5 separate regions of the Mus musculus genome follow, and all the other regions are linked to region 1. A link is a contact called in public HiChIP or PLAC-seq, Micro-C and promoter capture Hi-C data. All regions are on one chromosome and are shown on one strand. The core of a region is the stretch at or near the end of the contact, and the rest is flanking DNA. Distances in the headings are between cores, read along the strand shown.

Region 1 (2,636 bases), core at 68-2,567:
GTCTAGCAGTTTTTGTTCTCCGCCCCCCCCCCCCCAGACAGGGTTTCTCTGTGTAGCCCTGGCTGGCCTCGAACTCAGAGGTCCACCTGCCTCTACCTCCTAAGTGCTAGGATTAAAGGCATGTGCCACCACTGCCCGGCAGGTGACTAGCAGTAACTCCAAGCTTTGATGGCACATTTAGGTCTCTGATGAGGACGTAGGCACAGCAGTCCAAGGCTGTGTTGGATATAAAAAACAGCTTAGGTGTCTATCAACAGAGCATCAGGGGGCACAATCTACTGTAATCCCACAGGCCCCATTGTAGTTGTAGACACACAGTCATGATTATCTGGGGTGGAGGAGGATGTGGAGCAGCCTTAAACGAGCAAGAGAAATATAATGTTTTGAAACTGCTAACAGCCACCAGAGATCGTTGAACAGTCCACCTAACATGGATACATATCTTATAGTAACAATGACTTGCTGGGGTTTTTTTCTTCTCCAGATCCGCCGCCACTCCTTCCCTCCGCCCAATTGGTAGTTGTTGTTGACATGGGAGATGAATCATACTGAGCGAGTTCAAGTGATGTTTTAAAGGATCTAAGTGGCCTGGGGTGTGGCTCAGCGCAGAAAGCCTGTTAATATGTTCTAGAATCCGAGTTACTGCCCCAGAATCACAAAATTTGAAAAATATTCTAGAGAGCACCTTCTCTCTTCTATCAGATTTCCAATTCCTCAAACTCAGGTCCCGCCTAAAGGGCCTTTGCCTCCCCCTCCGCCTAAAAAGTATCTTTCCTTTCCGGTGAGGGGGCTGCTCCTTAGCTCTAGTGCACTCAAAGAGACCTCCCTGACCTCAATCCAAAGTAGCCAGATGCTTGCAAGCCAAGGTAAATGCAAATATCGGTTCGTGGACTTTCTTGGGAATTTTGGTGAACTCAAGAAATGAGAAACCCCGGGTCGGCCTGTGAACTGTACACAGGACCAGGCTTGAAGTTGAGTGGATACTCAGCGTGTCCAGAAACCTAGCCCACTGCGGTCCGGAAAGCTCAACCCTAGATCTCAGGCGCCAGATCGCGCAGTGCGCACGCGCCAAAGTTCCCGGCCAAGCGCCCTCGCCGGACGTGCGACCCTGCACAGGCCGCGCCGGAGCCCCGGGACACGCACCTTCGATGTCGTTCAAAACCGCTGTGTCCAGTTCGCACATCTCGGCCAGTGTCTGTTCCAGAGCCGCCTCACCGAAGGCCAGCTCGTCCATGGCGCCGGCGCCCACCCGGCTTCGGACTAGGCCCACGTTAAGGAAAAGTTCCCCGGAAACTGGGTTCCGCGGGCGGAGCCACCTGAGCGGAGGGGCGGGGTTTCCCATCAAGCCCCGCCCACCAGCCTGCATCCTGACAGCTCGCCTAGCGGGTTGAGACTGCCTGCCCGAGCCTGGTTTCTAGCAATCTCCTGCGGGTGCACAGGCACTGGGCCTTGGCTTCTTCTGTATCAGGCCAAGGGAGGGACCGAATGGAAGCCACAGGACTAGACCCAGCCCAGACATCGTTAGATTAAAGGGCCAGGGATGGGGGGCCCAGCATGAGGGTGGGAGCAGAGAACAGAAAACTCACTTCCTAGTCTTGCTGTTTAGAACCAGACAGTCCTGGGTCCAAAATACAGCAGATACAGGCCTGCAGTGGGGCCCCTCCACTATGTGCCTCTGTTTTCCTCATCTGTAGCCAGGGTCCAATTATCTATGAGCCAGCTGAGAGGTTAGAGAAGCATGGCCCATAAGACCTGTCCACCCTCTCAGCTTAGAAGTCTAGAAGTGGGCCTCCAGAGGAGAAGAGTTCTCAGGCAGAACCTGCAGGAGGAGGGGGTGGCTGGAACTTCTGATCTTGTCTTAATCCTATCAGTCCTACCATTGGAGCAGAGAGGACCTGAAGGGCCAGTGGGCTCGTACTACTCCTATAGAATGACTTGTGTCTCCAAAAGGATCTAGAAAAAGTGTGAATCTCAAAGTCAAGAAGGGATTCTGTGAGCCAGGCATGGTGGCACACTCTGTTAATCCCAGCACTTGGGTGGCAGAAGCAGGTAGGTTTCTGAGTTCGAAGCCAGCATGATCTACAGAGTGAGTTTCAGGACAGCCTGGGCAATACAAAGAAACCTTGTCTCAAGATACCAAAAAGAAAGAAGAGAAGAGAAGAGAAGAGAGAAGAAAAAAGAAAAAAAAGAAAGAATTCTGTAACAGAGGTCCTGAGGACCTGAGCCCAGCTACTGGGTCATATGTGACCTGGGGCCAGGCCAGGTGCCTGAATAAAGACTGAAAAGTGAACCCTGGGCCCTGTGACTTAGGAACAGGTAAAGCAAGGGAGGGAGGAGAGGTTCTTCGGCGTGGATTGAATAGACCATTCTGGCCCACAGGTGATGCAAGTTGGGAGGCAACGGCAGAACCTACGAGTCAACCAGGGAGGGTCAGGGCCCCAGGCCGCCCAGAAGCTGCCTTGCTCAGACTGCAGATACCTCGGCTGCTTTCACCTCCCAACCAATAGAGTTAGTTGGGGCAAGGAGGGAGGGTGTGCCTGGGCTTCACCAGGACACATTTTTGTTCCTTTCTCAGAGGAGCTGCTAGAAAATTACACAGGAGTTGGCAGGGCTATAAAACGCACATGGAGCCCTTG
Region 2 (2,636 bases), core at 46-2,545, 430 kb before region 1:
GTGCTGCGGTGTTCTTCCTTCCCTATGAGGGATCTGGAAGCAGACCTGGTTTCCAAGGCTACACCATCCCCAGGATGTGGGAAGACAGGCCGTGTGGAGGAAATAAAAAGCCTCGAGAGCCCTACAAAGCCTGGACATCTCCCAAGGGCTCCCCTAGCCTGTCAGCCACTGTGGGCACAACGATTAGGCTAGGCAGGTGTGTGGGAGGGACATGGGGGCACTGACTCCTGCGTAATGAAGGGATCTAGCAGTCAAAGTTTGTGTTCCTCCAGTGCCAACCACTTGAAGGAAAACAAACAAGGGCCACAGGCCTAAGGGAGGATATTGTCACACCTGCTGCTGAGCTGTAGGCGGGCCAGACATACCTATGGGCCCAGAGGTGATCGCTGAGAAGCAAGTATTCGCCACACTGTAGGGTCCACTTTCCAATGATCACAGAGTCTAGTGGGAAACTCACTAATCAACACTGTCACTCCTACTCCCGCTGTGGTCACACAGCCGCTAAGGGTTTCTCAGTGTTGGCTGAGTTTAAACTGACTTAAGTTTTATCCTCCATGCCTTCACTTATGTCAGCCATCTCAGCCTAGAACAATCACAGAAATTAAGTCTAAACACACACGCCTCTAAGGTCAAGGTCAGAGCGTGGAAACTGGTGGGAATTGCCACATACCTTACTCATGGGGAGCCCAGACACGGAATATAACAGACTATGAACCTTGGCTCCTTGGCCCGCTCATCTCTGCCTGCCTGCCTCCACCTTTCTCCCTGAAATGCTACCTGCTCTGGACAAAGTCGGTAGGGGCATCAAGTAAGTCCTCTACCCCTCTGCCGGTGTGCACCCTCGGCGGCGGTTTACCTGCCTTGCGCAGCAGGCCGATCTGAGAGCCGTTGAGGGCCATGTAGTCGCAGTCAGTGATGACCCGCACGCGCACCCCACGCTGATGCAGCAGCTGCACTGCACGCCCCAGCTGCGGGCTGGAGAAGGCGAAGAGGCAGAGCTCCAAGCTGGAGCGGGCGGCCAACAGCGCGCGCAGCAGGCGGCTCAGTGAACTCTCGCTGTGGGGGAGGCTACACGGGCAGCCCGAGGGCCCGGGAGGCAACCCTGGGGCCTGCAGTAAAGCCTCGGTGCAGGTCACCTGTGAGGGGAAGAAGAGCACCTCGCGCCTTGGCCGCCGCCCAGCCAGCAGCCAACGCATCAGCCACGGCAGTGCCTCTAGGGCCAGCGCGAGACCCGCACCAGCCGCGAACACCAACCGCCAACTCGAGCGCCCCATGGCCGCCACCTCTAAGGTCAGCCGTAGCACCAAGCGCTTGCGCGCCCAACACGTGCCAGCCCGCCCCCAACTCCGGGTGTGCCACGCCCCCTTGCGGGGCCCGCCCCCAGCCAGGAGCTAAACTAGCGGTTGCACAGCTTTCCCAAGCTAGCAAAGAGCCCTTGGGGAAGCGCGCTCATTGGTGGACCAGGCTGGCCTTGAACTCAGAGATCTGCCTGCTTCTGCAGAGTGCTGGGATTGAAGGCGAGTACCTTCATTTGACTTCTTTTCCTATGTGTTTCCCATGAATTTCCTTCCCTTACCTGACTGCTCTAGAGTTTCTGCATCGCATTGAAAAGAAATGGGGATAGTGGGATGCCGTCTCCTGATTTTAATGGGATTTGCTTTGGGATTTTCTTCAATTACCATGTTGTTTGTGGATTTGTACGGTCTACAGGAAGGAGTTATGAACGGTACTATAAATATAGCCAATGGATAGGCCAGAGGCCTGCGGGAGAAGAACTTATTTGCTGCCAGTTTCCTAGGCCAAAATCATTTCTGTTTTCTAAAAACTTATATCCACAGATAAGTGCAGCTCTCACCCCTCATCAAAGAACTTCCTTTTCAACAGATGAAGACAATCAGAGTTCCACAACTGATCAGAATGCTGAGAATTCGCAACTGTGGGGATAGATTCCCCGCTTACGAGGTTTGGCAGCAGGTACTTTTGCTCATCCCCAACTGATACACCTGCATTGTAACCCAGACACCTAAGGCTAAGTATAATGGAAGAAGTGATGGAAAGACTATATGAACCAGAGGCTCAGGACACCCAGTGTTAGATAGTGTGCCCTAGACAGGGGAAACACACTCATGAACTTAGGTCCACAGTGGTCCACACTCAGCACCATGTCTTTTGTCCCTAATGATGCAGCAAGTTTTGCTCACTGTGAGATGAATTCAGAGCTGCCTCGGGTTGCGTTCCTACAGCTGAAACAGCAGACAATCAGAAGCTTTGACTGAACATAGGACAGTGACTGAACATAGGAGAATGTCACATGCTGGAAGACAGGAAGACCTCTGACCCAAAACTTAGAAGATACAGACAGACATCACTTTCTTCATCCCTCCAGGACCACCCAGGCCAGCATGGCTTCCTATGCTGAGCTCGATGGGGCACACACACACACCCCTTCCTGTTTTAAGGAGACCCTCTCATACCCATGCTCCCGATACTTTCCTCATCTGCAGAGACTGACCTATTTCCTGACGTTGGGCACCATTAGACAAACCGGTCTTATTCTGTAGCATAGCCTGGTTTAGATGGTCTCAGACTTACAGCAATCTTCTAGCCTTAGCCCTCAAGAACTGGCATTATAAGAC
Region 3 (2,636 bases), core at 97-2,596, 330 kb before region 1:
GCTTCCAGCCCATCTGCTGTCAATGGTTACTGGAGCTTGGGTCAACTTCATGCTGAGCAACTGCCCAGCCTGTTCCCAGGGTGTCAGCTGAGGTAGATACCCCTGTGTACGCAAAGCCTTTCATTACTGCCAAGTCCTCATCTCTGCCTCCTGCCTAGCCCAGCTCCTCTGACCTCACTAGCTACTCACCACCACTTTGGTTGGAGCCTGTATCCCACCACAAAGCCTCTACACTACACTTCCCTCCTCCAGAGGCTGAGGTGGGTGAAGACTGCTCTTCAACAGTGTTCGGACACCAGGTCTTTCTTAAATGGCATCCTTTGCCTAAACTTGGACCTCTCCACCTCCAGCTTCTGGGCCACCACCTGCAACTCTCCTTCATTTGGGGGGAAAGGCTATGTCCCTAACCCCTAAGATCCCAAAGGAACAGAGATGGAGAGGAAGAAGAGAGATGGACAGATATTTAAATAGGACACAAGAAAAAGGGGAATTTGCAGGGCAGGGCAGGTGATAAGAAGGGCCATGAGGGAAGGGCACAGTTCAGAAAGCTGAAGACCATGGAGGGACTAAGAACTAAGACAAGGCCCGCGCAGCCTTGTGCAGAAGGGTAGGCCCGTGGGAAAGGGTAGAGGAGCACGGTGATGGCACCCAACCTCCTGTGACAGTGACACCCCCACCGTCCCAAGAATATAAACATCCTGAAGGCATCATCCTGCATGGCCTCCCGCAACCACACAGAGATATCCATGTGATAGCACAGGCAGTGTTTAAACAGCTGTAGCCATCGGCAGCTGGTCTCACATGGAGGCGCCCCAGAGCCATATGAAAACAGGAGCCTGCAGCCATGATTAGCCCTGGATTCTTGAGAAAAGCTTCTTGTGGAGGAAGGAGAGCACTTAAAGGAGCGAGAGCACAGGGCTTGGGGGCGCTCCTGGGCCATATGGCACCGGAAGCTCCGTGGGAGGGTGTTCCGGAAGCATGGAGGGCTTCTGGGAAAGGCAGACAAGTTCAGAGGCCGCGTAGTCTTTTCTGGGGCTTCTGACCATCTGTTGCCCTGTTGCCCTTGCAGGTTTCCTCTCTCTGGGGCCCCAGGAAGTAGCTGGTGGCTCTGCCTGGCCATTAATTCACCCATTTTGTTCTTCCCCAGGCTCTGAGCCCTGTGCTGAATATTCAGACTGGCTGCCTGATTTACCCCTGCCTGCGTTTGAGTGGTTCTATTTATAAAGCCCCAAGGATAGCTGACGAAAACGGTGAAGAAGAAACAAAATTTTCAGAGTTTAAAGGCACTATGCCAGCTGTTTGTTTGGAAAATAGGATGACGTCTATTCTCAGTTCCTGGCCTTCCCCTGGGACTGGGGAAGTCAGATTAGGCTGAGGCGTAGCTACCCGCAGAGCTGGACCACACATCACGCCCTTCTGTACCCACGACTTCAGAAACATTGTTTCTCCTTTGCTGACCTTGGATAGTGAAGGATGTTCTCCCTGCAGAGCACTCCAAATCCTTCCTGGGTTCTCCTATTGCATCCTTCTCCATCCCCTTTGGCTAAGGTGCCATGTCTTAGTGTTCTAGTGCTGTGAAGTGACGTCATGACCACTGTAACTCTTATAAAGGAACACATTTCACTGGAGCTGTCTTAGTTTCAGAAGTTGAGTACATTGTCCTCATGGCAGGCAGACATGGTGCTGGAGACATAGCTGAGAGTTCTACAACCAGATTACAGGCAGCAGAAAGAGTCAGGGCCGCTGGGTCTGGCTTGAGCATTTGGAACCTTAAAACCATACTTTTTCTAACGAAGCCACACCTCCTAATCCTTCTCCAGTGGTGCCACTCCCTGATGACTAAGCATTTAAATATATGAACCTATGGGGGCCACTCTTATTCACACACACCCAAAAAAAACCTCCACTTTTTCCTTGGAGGAGAGCCCTGCTAGGCCTTTTGCTGTGGGTTGGGAAAGTCTTGGGAATGGGGACCTGACGCTCAGGTGCCCTGCGATGCTGTGTAAAGCCTATGCTCAGATCTGGGAAGGAGGTATTGACCTCCTGGTCATTTTCTATGTGGCGCATCTTCCCTGGCTGATCCTTGACTTACTGTAAGGTGTGATGTGTTATACTTACTTCACCAAATGGAATGACTTTGAAGTCTCCTGTTTTGGTGTCTTCCCAGGCTGGTGCTAAGTGCTCCCTCCCACCCTCTCTTGAGATGCTGGCAGAGAGTGGTCCCACAGCTTCCAGGCAGCAGGTAACCAGGGCGATCAACCAGTTGTAGTGTGTGGCTGGACATGCATACAGGCTGATTGTGATGGTTTGAATAGAAATGGTCCCCACAGCCTCCTCTGCTTCACAGTTGGTGGAACTTTGTGGGGGAATTAGGAGGTATGGCCTTGTTGGAGGATTCCCAGTGTTCTCATTCTCTCTCTCTCTCTCTCTCTCTCTCTCTCTCTCTCTCTCTCCTACTTGTGGATCAGTCAGGATGTGATCTTTCTGCAGTCATGAATGCTAACCTTCAGAGGCCATAAACTAAAGTAAACACTTTCTTTTATGCCTTGATCATGGTGTTTTATCACAGCAATAGAAAAGTAACTTTAAGACAGAAGTTGGTACCAGGGAATGGGCTATTGTTGTGTCCTGACCAT
Region 4 (2,636 bases), core at 57-2,556, 310 kb before region 1:
ATACAGAGTGATGCCACCCCAGTCTGCTGCTAAAAGGAGGAGCCAAATTCAGGAACAAGTGTAGGTAGTCAAGTCTGGTGGGTAGTGTCCAGGGTCTTCATTTGGAAAGCTTGGTAAGTTCTATAAATGGTGGAGATAACTTGTGAAATGCATGAATGTACTTGATGTTAGAGACATGTGCTCATCAAAAGAATTAAGATTTTACCACTACAGAGATCTTACCACTACCAAAAAGAAATTCGGTAAAACAAAACAAAACAAAACAAAACAACAACAACCCTAGGTGCGTGGTGAAAAGCATAGCAGAATCGTCGGGCAGGAGTTTCCCTGGGCTGAGGGTGGAGCCACTATGGTGGCTTCATTGGAAGTCCTATACGCCTCTCGGGAGTTGTGAGCCTGTGGGATTCTGATCACAGTGAGGATGCTGAGGCTTCTTCAGGAAGGCAGCTTTGAACTAAACTCAGATGAACTCCTGTTTGAAAGAACTGAATGGAGGTAAAGAAAAAACGAGGCTTTCGAGACAGGGTTTCTCTGTATAGCCCTCGCTGTCCTGGAACTCACTCTGTAGACCAGGCTGGCCTCACACTCAGAAATCCGCCTGCCTCTGCCTCCCAAGTGCTGGGATCAAAGGTGTGAACCACACTGCCTAGAGAAACAGCGCTTTCAATATAATTTTTGTTTCTTTGTCTTCCACATACGGTAACTTATAATTTTATCAGTTATTTTTAAACCTTAAGGTGAGATTTTTAAGGGTGGCCTGGATATGGAGGAAGGGGGGGGGATGCTTGGGGGATGCAGTGAGATTCCTTGTAGGCTCTGACAGAGACTAAACTTCATGGCTTCCTCTGTTTCTCCTTCAAGGTTGGTGGGAAGGCTTGCTAAGAAGGAGGGGCTTGCAGGGGAGATGTGGAGAATTCAAGGATGTTGCTGGCCCTGCATGGCTATTTTCTGTTTTTCTTGTTCTTACTTCCCAGGGGCTCTTCAGGCAGTGCTTCTCAGGGGTCCTGGGAACCAGCCTCAGCCTGCTCTCTCCTGAAGGCCAGGACTTCTCCAGCCAGCAGTGCTGGGTGAAGGACATCTTTGCATTGGTTGCATTCAGTCTCCTGCAGAAGTAATCAGGTTCCCTTTACATCTGGCAGGACAAGAAACATCTGTTCTCTCCCCCTGGGATCCACAGCTTCTTGGTGGCTTCTGTCTACAGACAAAGCAAACAGGAGTTGAGGGGAGGGGCTGAGGAGGCTGGTGTTGAGAGAGCCTGGTTCCCACCCAGCAGGAGGTCTGTTTGCATTGGCTTCACTCAACCCTAAAAGCACATACAGGTATTTTGGCCCAGATCCTAATGAGCTCTGAGGACTTCTGACCAGCACAGGTTGCCCTTCTGACACAGAAAACACAATTTGACTTGTGCAAGTAGCCTGTGAAATGCCATGTCACACAGAGCTCTCGCACATCTCCTGCCCCACCTGCTCCACCCTTCCTCCCGAGGCAGAGTGATCGGGCAGCCATGGAAGACAATGGCGAATAACTCAGAATGAACACAGCAGCTTGGTTCCAAGCCCTTGGCTGGGCAGCAAAAGGGAAGAAGAACTGGAGCCGTTGGTGGTGGTGACAGTGTGCCATCGATCTTCATTTCTCCCTTATAAAGAACCAAAGCTCCTTGGAGTGTTGGCAATGTCACTGTGGGTGAAGAGATTGCAGCAAAGCACAGTACTGTTAAGATCAATGTCCCATTGCAGCCCATGACCTTGAGACAATTCCCAAGGCTCAGAGGATAATAGGCTGCTCTCAGTGGTGATCTAATGAGGTATAGCCATAGGCAACAGCTTCTGGCCCATTTGCTGGAGAAGAGCAAAGATTCAGCCTCCAATAGGAATGCTCCATAGGAATGCTTGTTCTGCGGCTGTGACTGGTGTTCTAGTCTGCCTGTTCCTCTAGGTTTTATTGGTTGCTCTCCTGCAGTAGAAGATGAGGGCTGTTTGGGAAAGGCACAGCTGGCAGGGTCTGCATTGCTGGTCTCCCTGAAGTTGCAGCAAAAGAAATGAAATCTATTGGAGTGTGATAGTGCTTGTAGGTAATGCCAACAATTGGGAGGCCAAGATAGGGAGGGAGGCTTGAGCCTGGATGGGATCCCATCTCAAAATAATGGAAGTGTAATCTTAAAGAGATAAGGACAGGTGGGCGTCAGTGGTGCATGTCTTTAATCCCAGCACTTGGGAGGCAGAAGCTGGAGGATCTCTAAGTTCAAGGCCAGCCTGGTCTACAGAGTTCCAGGACAGCTAAGGCTATACAGAGACACCTTGTCTTGAAAGTGAGAGGGGGAGAGAGGGGTGGGTTCATCTGCCATCAAATCTGATGACTCAAGCCACCCTCCTTTGACCTCTACTAGAGCAACTTGGCTCACATGCACTTACCACACATGTATACAATATAAAAATTAAAGATAAATAAATAAATAGATAAATAGATAAATAAATAAAGTCTGCTTTTCATTTGTTTATTGCTATTCTTTTCCAAGGACTGGTCACTTAGAGAAGACTAGTTTTGGATGATAGGTTGCCACCCAAGTTGACTTAAACAAAAGTAAACCCCAGAAAGGGTGTTTACTCTCTGGTTACTGTGACAAAATGCCTGGTAAG
Region 5 (2,636 bases), core at 63-2,562, 270 kb before region 1:
TAAATGAGGGTTTTAATGGTTTCTCGTCACTTTCATTCCACAGTAGTAGTGATAGCTACTGTTTGCTAACACTGCCGTTTTACCATGCATTCTCCCAGATGTCTCCAGAGGTGTCTTCAAGTCTTTTCTGGCACACCTGGTTCCATCTTAGACCATTCTCTTCTCCCTTCTTCCTCAGGAATCATGGCCCTTCCCCTAAGGTGGAGAGGTCCTGGGTTAGAAGGAAATCCTACAGTTTCCTGCAGTGAGAAATGTTCTTCTAATCAGACACTTAGTTCCACAGGGGCCTGTATTCCCTAACTCCACTCCCCCCACCCACCTTTCCCTTTGGGTGATTAGCCCATTGAGTCATATTGAGAAGTTGTGTTCCCACTAATGGGATGAAATGCACCTAAGCCTGAGATGGAAGAAAGTGGCCATTTTGTTGAGTGTTTCTGCTATCTTATCTTGAGTTCTGGTGCACTCATTTTCAAGAAATAAATAAATCACCTTGTTTCACTTTGTTTCTGTCTTCTTTTGAGCAACACTGAGATTATTCTTTTCCTGACAGTGCCTCTGTTTAGAGAACTATCTGCAGCTCTGAAGAAAACAATTCTGAGACCTGTAGCTAAAAAACCTGAAAACACCATTGTGAAGTTCCACGTTCCTGCTTCTTTTTGTTTCTGAGATGTGGGCTCCTGGCCTCTCTTTACTGACATGGTTCCTGTCATCAAAGACAGATGTCCTCTCCCAGTTGACAGCTTCCCTAATCCCTGATTTTTGTTAGTCAGAATCAGAATTACTGCTACCCTTGTCCAGAAAATTTTTAATGGAGCCCATTTGCTTGAAATGAATAAATACAAGCCTATCGTAAAGTTCTCCTATTTGGTCCAAGATCTTAGTCTTATATACGTATGTAGTCTGGCACCTGCTAGATGCATACCAAATGCTTGAAGAACGATTAGTTTTCCCCTTGGCAGCCGTGTGGAACTAGTTTGTATGGCCTGTTTTGCTGTCGCCAGTCTGGGGCCCTCCTGGAGGCTAGCATGACACAAAGACGTGTAAGTCCTTGTCATCTGGATGCTCGCTGCCGCAGAGCCTCAGTTTCACACGGTGCTCACCAGCGTCATCCGTTCTTCCTGCCAGTCCCGGGGGTCCTCGTTGGTGTTTTGACCTCTCTCTGTCATGTGAACTAGAAAGATGACTGGAGTAGATTCCCTAATCCTGACTACTCAATTTAGCTTTCCCGACACCCGTCGCCTAGCAACGCCCGCCCGCCTACGCCCAGGGCGCAGACTCAGAGTTTTTTCCCGCCCGGCCTCCCCGGGCGCGCAGTTGTGACGCAAGCACCCAGCGCCCCTCGGCAGCTGCTGGACTCCTGGTGCTATGGCTTCCTCTGGGGTGGCGGGTGGGAGACAGGCCGAAGATACGCTACAGCCACCGCCCGAGCTGCTGCCGGAGTCCAAGCCGCCACCACCGCCTCAGCCTCTGCCGGTCGCTGCGCTCCCGCCGCCGGCGGCTCCGCGGCCTCAGTCCCCCGCTGGCGCGAAGGAGGAGAATTACTCCTTTTTGCCGTTGGTTCACAATGTCATCAAATGGTAAGGGTCTAGGAAAGGTTAAGACACCACTTTTTGCGACTCTAGTGTCCCTGGTTCCGAGCTGCCAAAGCCCGTGGGCTCTGGACCACGCCCCATTTTCCCAGAGGGCCCACGTTGTCAGGCGCCTTAAGAGTTACACTTTACTCCCGGGTGAAGCCCACGTACTGATCAAATGCATAGATAGGTTCTGCAGTGTCCCATCCCAGATCCTGCAGTGACTTGGGGATGGGTCTTAAGTCCTTACACATAGCCCGAAGGCAATTTTATACAGTTGTTTTAATTCGCCTGCGTTTTGACTGTTCGCATGAAGCCCAGAGCGGAATTTCTCACTTGTGGCATTATATGAGCCCCGAAAAGTGTTCGAATTTTGGTGGACCTCAGACGTTCAGACTCGAGATTCTCACCGTGTACACAGTTTAGTACCCATTTCAATGCGAGGCATCTTACCTGTGTGGGCTCTGTTAGGTACTAGGGTTGTACACCGTAAAGAAAGGAGCAGCCATTTACCCTTACAGGGCTTAACGGTTACAAGCAAAGAAAAACAAACAAACATTCTTAAAAGTGGAGAGATGGCGCACACCTTTAATCCCAGCACTTGGGAGGCAGAGGCAGGCGGATTTCTGAGTTCGAGGCCAGCCTGGTTTACAGAGTGAGTTCCAGGACAGCCAGGGCTATCCAGAGAAACCCTGTCTCCAAACAAACAAGTGGAGAGGGGAGAAGTGATGCTAGGAAACATTTGAAACGAAGACACAGAAGTTGCTCTGAATGATTGTGTCCCACTATTAACTTTATTCTAATAATTCTAATAGAATATACAAGGATGTATGGTCTTTTAGGCCCAAAGTCTCCAGTCTCCATGATGGCCTATGTTTTTGCTCACTCCATATACGCTTGGGTCATTTCCAAGAGGTACACTTTTTGGTGCAAGCATTCTCAAGTGTGCTTTGATAAACTTAGGTGACGCGGAACAGTTACTGCCTGGTGCCTCTTTGTGCAGTCAGGATTCTTAGCAACACTGGGAGTTGGACAGGTTGGTGGGTAAGAGCACTCGCGGTACAA

The links. Promoter capture Hi-C pulls out the DNA fragments that hold promoters and counts their contacts. Hi-C and Micro-C count contacts between places; a contact is called where the count stands out from the background. HiChIP or PLAC-seq counts read pairs in DNA pulled down with a chosen protein or histone mark. Capture Hi-C pulls out chosen DNA fragments and counts their contacts.
Region 2: a contact with region 1 is called in a Micro-C map of embryonic stem cells, with 2.7 times the contacts expected there. The contact joins the promoter of Pld6 here to the promoter of Srebf1 in region 1. A contact is called at or near these places in 1 of 484 Hi-C or Micro-C datasets (embryonic stem cells) and 1 of 115 datasets of contacts at active chromatin or transcription factors (epiblast stem cells).
Region 3: a contact with region 1 is called in a promoter capture Hi-C map of the HPC-7 cell line, with 2.9 times the contacts expected there. The contact joins the enhancer-like site here to the promoter of Srebf1 in region 1. A contact is called at or near these places in 7 of 39 promoter capture datasets (the C10 cell line, the HPC-7 cell line, cranial neural crest and 3 more), 1 of 484 Hi-C or Micro-C datasets (embryonic stem cells), 13 of 115 datasets of contacts at active chromatin or transcription factors (the 230-238 cell line, acute myeloid leukemia, craniofacial prominence and 7 more) and 1 of 9 other capture datasets (embryonic stem cells).
Region 4: a contact with region 1 is called in an H3K4me3 HiChIP or PLAC-seq map of embryonic stem cells, with 3 times the contacts expected there. The contact joins the enhancer-like site here to the promoter of Srebf1 in region 1. A contact is called at or near these places in 1 of 39 promoter capture datasets (cranial neural crest), 1 of 484 Hi-C or Micro-C datasets (embryonic stem cells), 7 of 115 datasets of contacts at active chromatin or transcription factors (bone marrow-derived macrophages, embryonic forebrain, embryonic stem cells and 3 more) and 1 of 9 other capture datasets (embryonic stem cells).
Region 5: a contact with region 1 is called in a promoter capture Hi-C map of adipose tissue. The contact joins the promoter of Med9 here to the promoter of Srebf1 in region 1. A contact is called at or near these places in 2 of 39 promoter capture datasets (the C10 cell line and stem cell-derived epiblast-like cells), 3 of 115 datasets of contacts at active chromatin or transcription factors (the SCID.adh cell line, memory CD8 T cells and stem cell-derived neural progenitor cells) and 3 of 9 other capture datasets (adipose tissue, embryonic stem cells and pancreatic islet).

Annotation. Positions count from the first base shown.
Region 1 is chr11:60,219,310-60,221,945 of GRCm38.p6, forward strand. It overlaps Srebf1 (sterol regulatory element binding transcription factor 1), which reads right to left and starts at 1,318. Exons shown (of 19, transcript NM_011480.4): 1 at 1,144-1,318. The coding sequence starts at 1,234.
Region 2 is chr11:59,786,362-59,788,997 of GRCm38.p6, forward strand. It overlaps Pld6 (phospholipase D family, member 6), which reads right to left and starts at 1,296. Exons shown (of 2, transcript NM_001290283.1): 1 at 857-1,296. The coding sequence starts at 1,274.
Region 3 is chr11:59,884,490-59,887,125 of GRCm38.p6, forward strand. No RefSeq gene overlaps it. Among named protein-coding and RNA genes, the nearest start is that of 1810063I02Rik, 36 kb to the right of the region's middle. Within about 2 kb of position 1,347, at least 107 of the 459 cell types and tissues checked have an H3K27ac peak or open chromatin away from gene starts, as enhancers often do. A contact at or near this core is called in the HPC-7 cell line and acute myeloid leukemia, where this site is marked.
Region 4 is chr11:59,907,340-59,909,975 of GRCm38.p6, forward strand. No RefSeq gene overlaps it. Among named protein-coding and RNA genes, the nearest start is that of 1810063I02Rik, 13 kb to the right of the region's middle. Within about 2 kb of position 1,307, at least 23 of the 459 cell types and tissues checked have an H3K27ac peak or open chromatin away from gene starts, as enhancers often do. A contact at or near this core is called in embryonic stem cells, where this site is marked.
Region 5 is chr11:59,946,902-59,949,537 of GRCm38.p6, forward strand. It overlaps Med9 (mediator complex subunit 9), which reads left to right and starts at 1,313. Exons shown (of 2, transcript NM_138675.3): 1 at 1,313-1,577. The coding sequence starts at 1,366. It overlaps Med9os (mediator complex subunit 9, opposite strand), which reads right to left and starts at 1,246. Exons shown (of 2, transcript NR_045273.1): 1 at 923-1,246; 2 at 1-195.